2 separate regions of the Rattus norvegicus genome follow, and region 2 is linked to region 1. The links are chromatin contacts, called in public Hi-C maps. All regions are on one chromosome and are shown on one strand. The core of a region is the stretch at or near the end of the contact, and the rest is flanking DNA. Distances in the headings are between cores, read along the strand shown.

Evidence for each region. Hi-C and Micro-C count contacts between places; a contact is called where the count stands out from the background.
Region 2: a contact with region 1 is called in a Hi-C map of the A7r5 cell line, with 2.3 times the contacts expected there. The contact joins the enhancer-like site here to the promoter of Lsm10 in region 1. A contact is called at or near these places in 2 of 12 Hi-C or Micro-C datasets (the A7r5 cell line and the Rat2 cell line).

Annotation. Positions count from the first base shown.
Region 1 is chr5:143,655,953-143,662,566 of GRCr8, forward strand. It overlaps Lsm10 (LSM10, U7 small nuclear RNA associated), which reads left to right and starts at 2,604. Exons shown (of 2, transcript NM_001108976.1): 1 at 2,604-2,693; 2 at 3,679-4,432. The coding sequence starts at 3,703. The coding sequence ends at 4,071. It also overlaps a transcript of Stk40 not described here.
Region 2 is chr5:143,744,256-143,750,614 of GRCr8, forward strand. It overlaps Thrap3 (thyroid hormone receptor associated protein 3), which reads right to left. Exons shown (of 12, transcript NM_001009693.1): 4 at 251-1,153. Among named protein-coding and RNA genes, the nearest start is that of Sh3d21, 19 kb to the left of the region's middle. Within about 2 kb of position 1,561, at least 9 of the 93 cell types and tissues checked have an H3K27ac peak or open chromatin away from gene starts, as enhancers often do. A contact at or near this core is called in the A7r5 cell line, where this site is marked.

The sequences.
Region 1 (6,614 bases), core at 1,354-3,853:
TACCGGAAACAGGCTCCTACTTTGTTACCCTGTCTGATGTAGGACTCACAGAGACCCACTTTTCCTTTTCTTTTCTTTTCTTTTTTTTTTTCCTTTTCTTTTTTTTGGAGCTGGGGACCGAACCCAGGACCTTGCGCTTGCTAGGCAAGCGCTCTACCACTGAGCTAAATCCCCAACCCTCCACTTTTTCTTCATGCAACTGCAGCTTGCAACATGACGCAACAGTCCTAAAAGCAAAAGAGCCAACAGGCCTATAATCCCAGTACTTGAGGTCAGAAACAGGAGGATCTGGAGTTTAGTGACAGCCTGAGTTAGATGAGACACTGCCTCAAAGGAGAAATATGCCACAGAGATACCTAGAGAAAGGGCAGTGTGAGACAAGTGTCAGGCATGGGACAAAGAGTGGCAGAGCAAGCTGCATGTAGGCAGGCACTATGCCCAAAGAAACCTGATGAAGCCCTGTCACCAAAGGTGACTCAGCGGTCTACTCCCAGAAAGTTTGCTGCAGACAACACTGGCCTAGATTCTGATGGAAATAGTTGTCTGTGGTTTGTTGTTGTTTTGTTTTGTTTTTAAACTGGAACTTGGGATCCAAACTAGTTGAAATCACCAATCCTTCCCCGGGCCTGTGCAAATGTCTAGTGGGTGACTTTGGATTAGGACCAAACTCCACACTTACAACAGGAAAATTCTGGAATGTTCTAAGCAAATATCTTGTGAAGATCGGTGAAGTCCGATCACCCTATGCAGATCACAAATCATCTCACTTCTTTTTTTCCCAGTTGCCTTCCCTACAGGTCAAGCCATTCTGTCTGGGGAAGCCAGGTTTGACAGTGGAGGAGGGGGTCTGTCTTATATTTGGGTGCCCCAGGAATAAGCTTCCCCCACTCAAAATGCATCGTTTTGGTGATTGGCTTAACACACAGTGAACAAAGCAGGCCTTAGTAATAATCTGATCAGATAGAGAGAAGGGCCTATGCACATAGTCCCAGTATTTGGGAGGCAGAAGCCAGAGAACGAGGCTCAAGGTCCTTCAGAACATAGTGAACTCAAGACAGAATGGGCTACCGGAGACCCAACTGCAAAACAAAAACAATTCACAGTTTAAAAAGAGTTATTTTCCAGCCAATTGTGGTGGTGCATACCTGTAATTCCAGCACTTGGGAGCCAGAGGCAGGCAGATCTCTCTGAGTTTGAGGCTACCCTGGTCTATAGAACAAGTTCTAGAACAGTTAGGTCTCTAGAGAGAGGCCCTCTCTCAAACCCCATCCTCCTAAAAAATGAAAGAACAATACATCCAGCTCTTGCAGAGAACCCGAATCGGGTTCCCAGTACCCGCATCCAGCAAGTAGCTCACAATGGGCTCACAACTATAACTCCAGTTCCAGGGGATCAGACACCCTCTTCTAGCCCTCCTGGCTAACACACACACACACACACACACACACACACACACACACACACACACACACACACACTTTAAATAAAGATGTTATTTGTTATTTTTAGGAGCAGGAGAGATGGCTCAGGTGTTAAGAACACATACACTCTTTCAGAGGACCTGAGTTCAGTTTTCACCAGCTGTACCTGTAGTCCCATGGAATTGATGCTGCCTTCTGAGAGCAGCCACCACTCACACATTGTATGCCATTACACGCGAACACAGAAACAGATAAGTTAAAATTAAACCTTACTAGATTTGTTTTTTTTTTTTGTTTGTTTGTTTTGTTTTGTTTTTTTTTTTTCAAGACAGGGCTTCTGGCTGACCTTTGTAGACCAAGGCTGGCTTTGAAGTACAGCGATCCACCTGCCTCTGTCTCCGAGTGCTAGGATTAAAGATGTGTGCTTCCATGCCCAGCTCTAGATTTTATTTTTAACTGTTAATTACAGGCACTTGTGAGCTGGGAATCAGATTTAGGCCATCTGCAATAATATACAGTATTTTTTTTTAAAGATTTATTTCATCGGACTTCATTATGGATGGTTGTGAGCCACCATGTGGTTGCTGGGAATTGAACTCAGGAACTCCGGAAGAGCAGTCAGTGCTCTTAACGCTGAGCCATCTCTCCAGACCGTGTGTGGTCTTAATTGCTAAAGTTTAGCACTCTCTCCATAGCCCTGTGTTTTCCTCTTTGAGACAGGGTTAGCTATCCTTGCTCTCCTGGTCTCTCCAACTCACAGAGCGCCTCTGTCTCTGGAGTCGCTGGAATTAAGGGAGTTTGCCACCACGTCCGGCCACATTCGCTGAATTTTAATCAGGTGAAGAACGTTTAACTTTTTTTTCCCTTATTTTTTTTTTTCCAGATGCTCTTTCTCACGCAGCGCCATCAGCTCAGAAGGCCAACAGGGGACACAGCTCCAAGCCCCAAAGGTGGAAGCCTACAAAGGTGGAAAACTAGGTAGAGAAGGGGAGTGGACGTGAGGCGCGCGGCCTCCTGGGACTTGTAGTCCGTGTCCTGCGATGCGCATGCTCTGATGCTCTGGGTCTCCCGCGGTTGCCATGGCTTCTCTGAGCCTCCGTGGGTGTTCCCCTAGACACAGGCGGGTTTTGGCGGCGTAGCGCGCGGAAGGCGGAAGGCATCACGCGGTGGGTCGGGCAGTAGAGTGTGGGGACTAGGGTTCGCTGGGACCCGGGCGGCCTCTTCCCTTGGCGCACTGGCTGCGGACTCTTCTTCCCAAACCCCTTACGCGCGGTGAGGAAAGGGACGCACTAGGCACCCGACTTTCCCGGATTGACCGCTAATGGCAAGCCCCAGGCCTCCCTTCCTGGAAGCAGCAGAACCGGAGCTAAAGTCAGGGCCTGCCTGGAGATCTCAAAGACTGTCCTTTTGGATTTTGTTTTAAGACAGGGTGTCGGTCTGTAACTCGGAGATCCACCTGCCTCTGCCTCCTGAGAGCTGGGCTTAAATGCATGCATCTTGGTTGGCTAGGCTTGGCTTGTTTTGTTTTGGAAACATTCCATAATCCAGATTGACCCGGAGTTCACGATATAGTTCAGGCCGGTTTGGCGTTTAGGGTGCTTCTCCTGCCTCAGACTTTAATGGTATAAGTGTGCCGCCATCATGTTTGGCTAGATTGCATATTAACAAGCGCTTGGCAGAGGACATACATAAATTACAATTTACAGTAGTGGTTCTCAAGCCGATTGGCACATTAAAATTATCAGGGGTGCCTTTAAAAAAAAAAAGGTATAAACTAAACATAGTAGCACACGCCTTTAAATCCCAGCACTAGAGAGGCAGAGGTAGGAGGATCTTGATGAGTTTGAGACCAGCCTGGTCTACATAGAGAGTTCCAGAACAGCCAGGGCAACCTAGAGAAACCCTGTCCCAAAATCATTTAAAAATAGCACACACCTTGAATCTCAGCACCTGTGAGAAGAGACAGGTTGATCTCTGCGAGTTCCAGGCCACACTTGTTTACATATCAAGTTCTAGCCTACTCAGGGAGATATAGTAAGACCCTGTCTTTAAAAACAACAACAAAACCAAAACAATCTGGACCTCTCCTTCCCAGGCAAGTGAATCTCTCTGGGATGCGTGGGTTGCGTGGTATGCATAGGCCAGGCAAAAGTTTCCCCAGGTGTATCCAGTGCAGTGAGGGGTCCGGAGCACTAGTGTGGAGTTTCAGGGCTTTGCAAAGGTAAGTTACCATCTATTTGTGTGTTCCTGCCCACAGTGAGCAGCCAACCAATGTGGAAAAATGGCACTGAGCCACTCTGTGAAGGAGCGAACCATCTCTGAGAACAGCCTGATCATCCTGTTGCAAGGCCTCCAGGGACAAATAACCACTGTGGACCTTCGAGATGAGAGTGTGGCCCGAGGACGCATCGACAACGTTGATGCTTTCATGAACATCCGTCTGGCCAATGTCACCTACACCGACCGCTGGGGGCATCAGGTTGAGTTGGATGACCTTTTCGTGACAGGTCGTAATGTCCGATATGTCCATATCCCAGACGGTGTGAACATCACTGCCACAATCGAGCAGCAGCTACAGATCATCCACCGTGTGCGCAACTTTGGTGGCAAGGGTCAAGGTCGTCGAGAGTTCCCCTCCAAAAGGCCATGAGACTGTGTCCTCATTCAAATTCCAGCACCACCTCAGGGACCTCCAGTGTTCTGAGCCAACTCCCGTCCATCCTTCCCCACCAATGACCTGGTGTCTTATAGACACATCACAGCTGCCTTTCATAGGGTTCCACTTTTCAGACACACCTTGGGACCCAGAATTCCTTCTGCTGGTGGCCTTGGGGTAGGTGACAATCCCTCTTTTTGATCATTTGTATCTGGAATCTCCATTCACTGATTGACCCCATCCATCAAGGAGTTGTTAACTCTGCCAGTGAGGATTACTTGAGAGTGTTTGGAGTGAATCACCTCTAACATCCCATTTCTCTTGTCATTTGTTTCTTTTCTCATAAAACCAAACTCCTGGGACTTGTAGTCCTTGTCCTGCGATACACATGCTCTAATGCTCTGGGTCTCTGCCTGATGCCCTGCCTGGTGTGTACTGGGCTTCTGGCTCCTGTGTAGGAGCAGAGTGCAGGTGGAGAGCACACCAGGATTTACTTGGTCTGGATTGTGGCCCTGTTTCCCAGATTATTACGAAAAAATCTAACGGAAAGTGGCCTTTCTGTTGGAGAGTCCTTGAGACTATCATTTTCCTGCTAGTCACTAAAGCCCAGAGTCTGGATGCCCTGGTCCTCCTCTCAGGCTGGAGAGTTCAGCTAATAAGAAATTGATCTCAGCCAGGCATAGTGTTTCACATGTATAATCCTGGCTTTCAGGAGGCTAAAGAACAAGGATCAGCCTCGGCTAAGGGTGAAATCCCTGCCTCAAAAAACCAAAGGAGACCAGGAGTAGTGGTGCACACAGTAGGATTTAATGAAGGAGGCAGAGGCAGGAGGATCATGAGTTTGAGGCTAGTCCATGCTAAGTGTTTTAGCCAAATGGTGGTAGATAACACCTTTAATCTCTGCACTCAGAAGGCAGAGGCAAGCAGATCTCTATCAGTTTGAGGCCAGCCTGGTCTACAGAGCAAGTTCCAGGACAGAGAAACCCTATCTCCAAAAACAAAAACAGTACAAGAAATATAAAAAAAAAAAAAATGGCCTAAGGAAGCACAGCGAAGGTGCTGCCCTCACTCTGATTCTTTTCCACGTGTCTGAGTGTTCCGCCTACATGTATATACAGGCACCGTCTGAGTACCCGGGGTCCTCCGAGGTCAGAAGAACACATTGGTTTCCTGGAACTGCAGTTATGGATAGAAGTGAGCCACGAAGCAGGTGCTTGGGATTGAATCTGGGTCCTGTGCAAGAACAACCAGTGTTCTTCTCGTGGAGCTCTCTCCAGCATAGGACTTTATTTTCTTTCTTCTCCTTTAAAGACAGTTTTTTTTTTTTTTTTTTGGTTCTTTTTTTCGGAGCTGGGGACCGAACCCAGGGCCTTGCGCTTCCTAGGTAAGCGCTCTACCACTGAGCTAAATCCCCAGCCCCTAAAGACAGTTTTACTATGTGGCCCTGGCTGCCTTGGAATTCATGTGGACCAGGCTGGCCTCACTGCTTCTACCTCCCAAGCACTGGTATTGCCGAGTGTACCACTGCAGCCCGCTTAGGTTTGTTTTTTTGTTTTGTTTTGTTTTGTTTTGTTTTTGTTTTTTGTTTTTTTTGGAGCTGGGGACCGAACCCAGGGCCTTGTGCTTCCTAGGCAAGCGCTCTACCACTGAGCTAAATCCCCAACCCCAGCCCGCTTAGGTTTATCAGGCTCTTTTCTGCTCTCTTTAGGTCCTCTTAGGACCTTACATCAATTAGGCCAAATGTAACCCACACCCCCAGAGCTCTCTGTCTCCGGAGGGTCTCGTTGCCTCACAGAGGCAAACGAGCTAGCTCCTGTCTCCTGGCAGCCCCTGAGTCCCAGCTGGAACACACACACACATATAAATACACACACATACACACGCACACACACGCACACGCACACATAGACATGTCTCAGGCTCCCGCATCCACCTTTTCCATGGTTTTCTAAATTTGTTTCTACACAGGCAATCTTTCCATTCCTTCCTGAAGGCTGGGCTTTTGGAATTCAGAAACTAAAAATAGTCTCTGCATTCTGTTGTGTCTTCTGTTCCCCGAGGTAACAAACGGAGGGTGACTTAGCTGTGAACAAGAGGGACCCCAGAACACCAGGGACAAGACAGCAGTGCGTTTCAAGATGGTACTATAGTCTAGACGGGCATGGTATTTGCCCACGCTTTCACATCCACCCTTCCTGCAGCTCCAGCCAGAGTTGGGGGGGGGGTCCCATTGATGGCAGAACCCCCAAGAACTGAATGTTCAAGCAGCTTTGTTCATACTCACTTCTCACTCCTGGAGAGAAGAGGTGTTTTTTTTGGGGGGGGGGGCACAATCAGTGTTGTTTGTAGGGAGGAGATCACAGAAGTTCAGAATGCTGAATGGACATTTATAAGTTGGCTCATGCCAGAAACATGCAAGGGACAAGAGTCTGCCCTTGCCTCAGCACGGCTGAGCAGGTGGGACTTAAACCAGTCCAGAGAGCGCTAGTCTGGCATCCCTGGCTTAAGGGTGGGCAAAGGTAACAAGGGCCCTTGAA
Region 2 (6,359 bases), core at 311-2,810, 87 kb after region 1:
TTCCTAGCTTAGATTGGTAGAATCCAAGGCAGTGTTTAATGAAAACACACCATTGCAGACGAGTCTAAAGAAACTTGTACTACACTACATACGCAGGAAACCTTGAGTTAGGCTGAAGGTTTCCTGAGGCCTTTAATGAAGAGTCAAGGAAGCAGGTATTACCTTATTGCTATTAATCAGAGCAGTAACTCAGGCATTATTATTGCACTAAGCTGCTGGCCACTTGGGGATGCGGAAATGAGAAACTTACCTTTTTGTGTAGGCTGCTCCTCCCGAAGCAGCGCTCTCCTCTTTCTGAGATGAACCATATGCAGAGCCAGTGGCTGGTGGACTCTTACCCACAGGGCTCTTTTTGGATGGACTCAAAGACCCAGAGCCATGGTCAAACGGACCTTGGTGTGCTCCAGACTGATATCCAGCACCGCCTGACATAGATGAGCCCATCTGGGATGCATTAGAAAGAGGAGGACTAGGTTTGGGCACAGGGCTAGGGCGTGGTGACCTTCGCCTAACCACCACAGACTGGAGGGGGCTTTTGAGAGCTGGGCTTCTCTCCCGGGGACTCAGATCAGAAACCGAGGCCCGTGATGCAGAACCAGTGCCATAGGTGGTAGCATCTGGCCATGGCTTTGAGCTCTCAGACCCTTTTATATCTTGAGAGGTGCCTCCAGAAAATGTCTGCTCCTTAGCCTCATCTCCCTGGTTATCACCAGCTGCCTGAGATGGCCGGCTATCCTTGGAAGAGGACTTTTTCTCTTTTGTAGACTTTCGTTTAGATGATTCAACTCTGCTGTGGTTGGAGGACGACCGGGAGGACGAAGAACGTCTTGACCTGTCAGAGGATGACTTATCCGAGTTCCTAGAATGGCTCCTGGACCTTGGTGAAGGGGACCTTCTCTTGGGGGACCGAGATCGGGATCGGCCCCGACGAGGGCTGTATGCTTGCCGGTAGTTCTGCCAATTAGAACGGTAATTTCCATAGCCACCTCGGTTATACTGGCCCCATGGATAAAAGCCTCGGTTTCGTCCACGGAAGTAATAGGGCCTTCTGTAGCCTCTGTTGTGACCTCGGAAATCTCGATTCTGATATACTCTGGGGTGATTCCTTTCTCTGTTATGAGCTGGAGAGTATGATCTGGAACGAGACCTAGAACTGCAGAGGAAGGGAATGGGGAAATGTTTTTTAAAGAGCATTTTCAGTTAAAAAAAATAACTGCCAACAAAAGGTTAACACTCCAATCCATATGGTTCTGTATATTTGTTTTCAGTTTTGTTGTGGAAGCAATTGTTCCCTCAATTCTGTAAACTAAAGACATACAGGCACAGGACACTTAGCAGGTAGATAAAGGTCTTACATATGAGACCTGAGGTTGTAAAGGCACAATTGTAACAGCTTGCTGTCAAACAAAGAACACAGCCATTGAAAAGCTCAAAAGAATCTGCCAAAATTAGATCAGAAAAACACAAAACACTACTTTTGTTCTAGAGACTGGAGATGGTTTAATTTAGGTCAAATTTCTGTGGCTGAACTCGATGATCTCACTTAGGTACCACAAGGTGGCACTATCTGACTGTAAGGCACCCAAGCACAGGGAGAGTCACCTCCCCACAGTGTGAACATCTTTCAACTCAGCGGCAAGGCCAGAACTGTTTTTTTATTTAATACAGGAGGACTGTGACAGAGCCAAGGTCCACTGAGAGAACCACAAGAACTCAAAAATAAAATGCCTTAGACAACTAGGAACCATCAAAAAGGCCAAAGCCAGGGCCGGTGTACTGGCTGGTTTATGTCATCAGAGAGCAAAGAGCCTCAATTGAGAAAATACTTCCCTAAGATTGGGCTATAGGCAAGTCTGTACTATGTAAGACATTTTCTTAAGTAGTGATTGATGGAGGAGGACCTAGCCCGTTGTGGGCAGGGCCATCACTGGGCTGGTGATCCTGGATTCTAGAAGAAAATAGGCTGAACAAGCCACATAACTAACACCACTCCATGGCCTCTACATCAGCTCTTGCCTTCAGGTCCCTGGCCCATGTTAAGTTTCTGTCCTAATTTCTTTTAGCGACGAACAGCAATAGAAGTATAAGCTAAAAATAAACCTTTTTGCTTCTCAACTCGCTTTTGGTCAAGATGTTTCATCATGCAATAGTAACCCTAACCAAGACAGCAAAGAAGTCAGAAATGAGGGTAGTCAGCAGGAAGTCTGACAACCTGAGTTCCATTTTTGGTTTGATCTGATCTCAAGGGCCCACATGCCAGAGAACCAACTCCCACAAGTTGTCTTCTGATTTCCTGCTATGTGCTACAACTAACTAACTAACACACTAACACACACACACACACACATAAATATAGTAATTTTAAAAAGTGGTTTGTACAAATTCACTTAGTTCTCTCCTCCCAACCCCCACCCCCACCTTTGGTGCGGCAGGGACTCAGGGTAGCCCTGGCTGGCCTGGAACTTGCTATGCAGATTAAGCTGGCCGCCTCACATTTCCAGAGAGCTGCCTCCGCTGCCCACTGAGTGCTAATATTTAGGACATCTGATGAGATTCTTTTTTTTTTTTTTTTGGTTCTTTTTTTTTTTTTTTTCCGGAGCTGGGGACCGAACCCAGGGCCTTGCGCTTCCTAGGTAAGCGCTCTACCACTGAGCTAAATCCCCAGCCCCGAGATTCTTAAAATACCATTTTTTAAAAAGATTTATTCATTTATTATATATAAGTACAGTTACTATTTTCAGACACGCCAGAAGAGGGCATCATATCTCATTACAGATGGTTGTGAACCACCATGTGGTTGCTGGGATTTGAACTCAAGACCTCTGGAAGAGCAGTCAGCTCTCTCAACTGCTGAGCCATCTCTCCAGCCCCCTTAAATACCATTTATTCTGCCAATCATAATATTACTACTACTATTACTAGGGGATACTAAAAAAATATTATCTCTCAAGATATAAAATAAAATCCCTTCAGAAACAATAGCATAATCAAGGTATATGGTATTCATGTATGGAAATCGATAATGAAATTCACTATTTTGTATTAATTAAAAGTCTAGCCAGCCATGCTACTGCACACCTAGTAATCTCAGCACTGTCAAGGTAAGGCAGTAGCATCAGGAAAAAGAAACAACACTCAAAGCTACACAGCAGGTCTGAAGCCACTCGGACACGTGAGCTACTGTCTCAGGAAACAACACAACGGACCAGGGAATGGAGGACCGGTTCAATGGTTGGTTAAAAGGACTGGAGAACTGGCTCAATGGTTAAAAGAACTTGCTACTCCTCCAGAGGACCATAATCTGGTTCCCCACACCCACAGCATTTCACAGCGGGTAAGCTGTCATAGCTCTAACTCCAGCTCCAGAGGATTTGGTGTCCTCTAGCCTCTGCAGGTGCAGGCACAAACACAAAACAGAAACCTTCTGTCAAGCATGTTAATATACATGTGATCTTAAGTTAACCTGGGAGGCCTGGGCAGGAGAACTGAAGCTAGAGGATAGTCTAGGGGATTTAGCAAGACCTGGTTTGAAGACAAAATTTAGAAGGGATTAGGGATATAGTTCACTGGTACAATGCTTCACTTAAAAACATGGTCTTTCTAGACCGTAAACTTGCCTGAGAGGCTTTTGTGTGTGCACAGAACCTTACACACACTCAGCAAGCACTCTCCCATGGAGCAACACTGGGCCATGTTTGCTTTTGTTTTGTTTTTGAGACAGGTTCTGACTATGCAGCCTTGATTGGCTTCAAACTCTGAGATCTGCCTAACGCTGCCTCCCAAATGTTGGGACTAAAAGAGGACATGTGCCAGAGTTCCTGGCTACATGTGCTTTTAAAATGATAGTTCCTGAGTCCTGAGGCTTGCCAGATGCCCGATAGCTCATCAGATAACCATGCCTGTCACTAAGCATTTCAACCCAGGGTTCAATCCCTGGGACACACATAAAAGGGGAGTATCAATTCCTGCAATTTTCTGACCTCATACTAATTGTGGCACCGCTTGCCCATTATATATATATATATATATATATATATATATATATATATATATATATATATATATATATATATATATATCAATCATCTGCTCTTGCAGCAGACCTGGGTCAAAGCATTCACATGCTAGCTCATAGCTATATATTAGCTTCAGTTCCAAGGAATCTGTCACTCTCTACTGGTCTCCAAGGTCACTGTATGTATATGATGCACAAACACCTACAGGCAGGCAAAACATTCATACATATAAAGTAATAAAGATAGTGTCTTCTCTCCTATCTTTTTCAAGGTCTTGTTTTACAAAATCTCTTATGATAATTCAGAATCAAAAATATTAAGTGGTAAATTAAAAAAATAACTAATTCTTTAGTGCCCCATTTATTTGTTGTGTGTTGGATGTGCGTGCCAAGTGTATTGTGTACAGGTGGTCAGAGGACAACTTGAAATCAGTTCTCTTCTTCCACCTTGAGGATCCCAGGGATCAAACTCCTGTCTTCAGGTTTGATATTTATCCACTAAGCCACCTAATTCTTTAGTTTACCACATTTCGGTCCCCCCCCCCCCCCCGGGGCTGGGGACCGAACCCAGGACCTTGCGCTTCCTAGGCAAGCGCTCTACCACTGAGCCAAATCCCCAACCCCTAGTTTACCACATTTCAACAGCTTTTTTTTTAAAAGATTTATTCATTTATTATATATAAGTACACTGTAGCTGTCTTCAGACACCAGAAGAGGGCATCGGATCTCTTTACAGATGGTTGTGAGCCACCATGTGGTTGCTGGGAATTGAACTCAGGACCTCTGGAAGAGTAGTCGGGTACTCTTAACTGCTGAGCCATCTCTCCAGCCCCCTCAACAGTTCTTATTATGGTAAAGTGTTATTAATATTCTACTTAGTTATTCATTGCTATTAATCTCTTTCTGTAGTTAATTTGTAAATTAAGCTTTATCATAGATGTATATACAAGAAGAAACATAAAACTAAGTATAGGGATCAGACCTAGCTGTGATACAGGATCCCAGATATACACAGAATCTTGGAGACAGTAACTCCCTTTAGGAAGTGTTGTTTTAAGGATTTGATAACAGTATCAGGAGAAGCTGAAGTTCAGTTCAGAAACTGAAGATAAAACAGAATTGGTTTTCTAGTATTGTCCATTGTTCTTAGATCTATCTACACCATAAAGAAAAACAACTAGCAAAGATGCATCTAATTGTCAATTAACAGTTGCTATCTAAGCAAAATTTAAAAGTCAAGAATAAAAACTTACCTTCTATATTTTTCATTCAGAAACAGTAACAATAAAAAAGGACAGGCAGAGGCAGGCTATGAGAAGGAGTATGATCCCACTGAAGGAGATCCATCACCAGCCCTAAGGAGGGTGTATAATTCATGTTCCCATACTTAGGTCTACTGCTGCTCCTGTTACCAATTACTAGAGTAAGGGAGGACCCTGTGGCTCCCTGCAGCCAAAGCTGTAGTCACTAAGATGCAGAAACATGAGGCTGGCTCTGCAGACTGCAAAAGTATTTAAAGTCACTGAAAAGGATACAGTCTGAAATAAAGGGGGAAAAAATGAACTTTCTCCAATTCTGTAGACTCAGCAGTTAGTTAATTTAAAGGCATGGTTTCTCAAACTCTCAGGATACTTTCCTTATAGGAGAGGGAAAACAAAAAGAAACAACAAAAGCAAAACCATGAAACAGATAAGCCAGAAATAAAAAGCTGAGCATACAGTGGCAAGCTTAATCTGCTTCTTAAAAACAGAAGTCAGGCAATAGTCAAGACAAAAAGCATTATTTTCTAGGGACAAAAAAAAAAAATTCTTCCATAGTTTACAATCTTCTAGGTAACAAGATAGCACTTAAATTGGCTCTAGACCTACCCAACAAATTGCCTGTTTACGACAATGCTCCTTCATTCTCAAGTCAATCGCCACGACAAATGTGTAGATCAGGAGACAAGATCTGCCCAGAATTCCCGCTGTTTCAGAGTTGGTTGGCATGTTTCGATTTGGTCTGTATCAGTTCAATTTTGTTGTTTAGCTTTGGCTGTTCAGTCATACTTGGCTTTGAACCACTTATTTAGCTTCCATTTACCGAATTAAATTTTAAAATGGTATCTTTCAGAACAAAATGAGCTGAAAATGAAATTTAAGTCACCTAAATCAAGACTGTGTGCAAGGCAGGACTCTGTTCCATCCCAGGCCTGGACATTAATCTCTTGAGGGATAAACATAGAATCAGTAGGTTTCCCGTCCGTATTCATACATCCCCCTTTGTCCAAGCTCTGATCTAAAATTAATTTTGAGGCTGACTTTTCACAGATTTCACTAAGATTTAACTTACTTTTTTGTTAGGA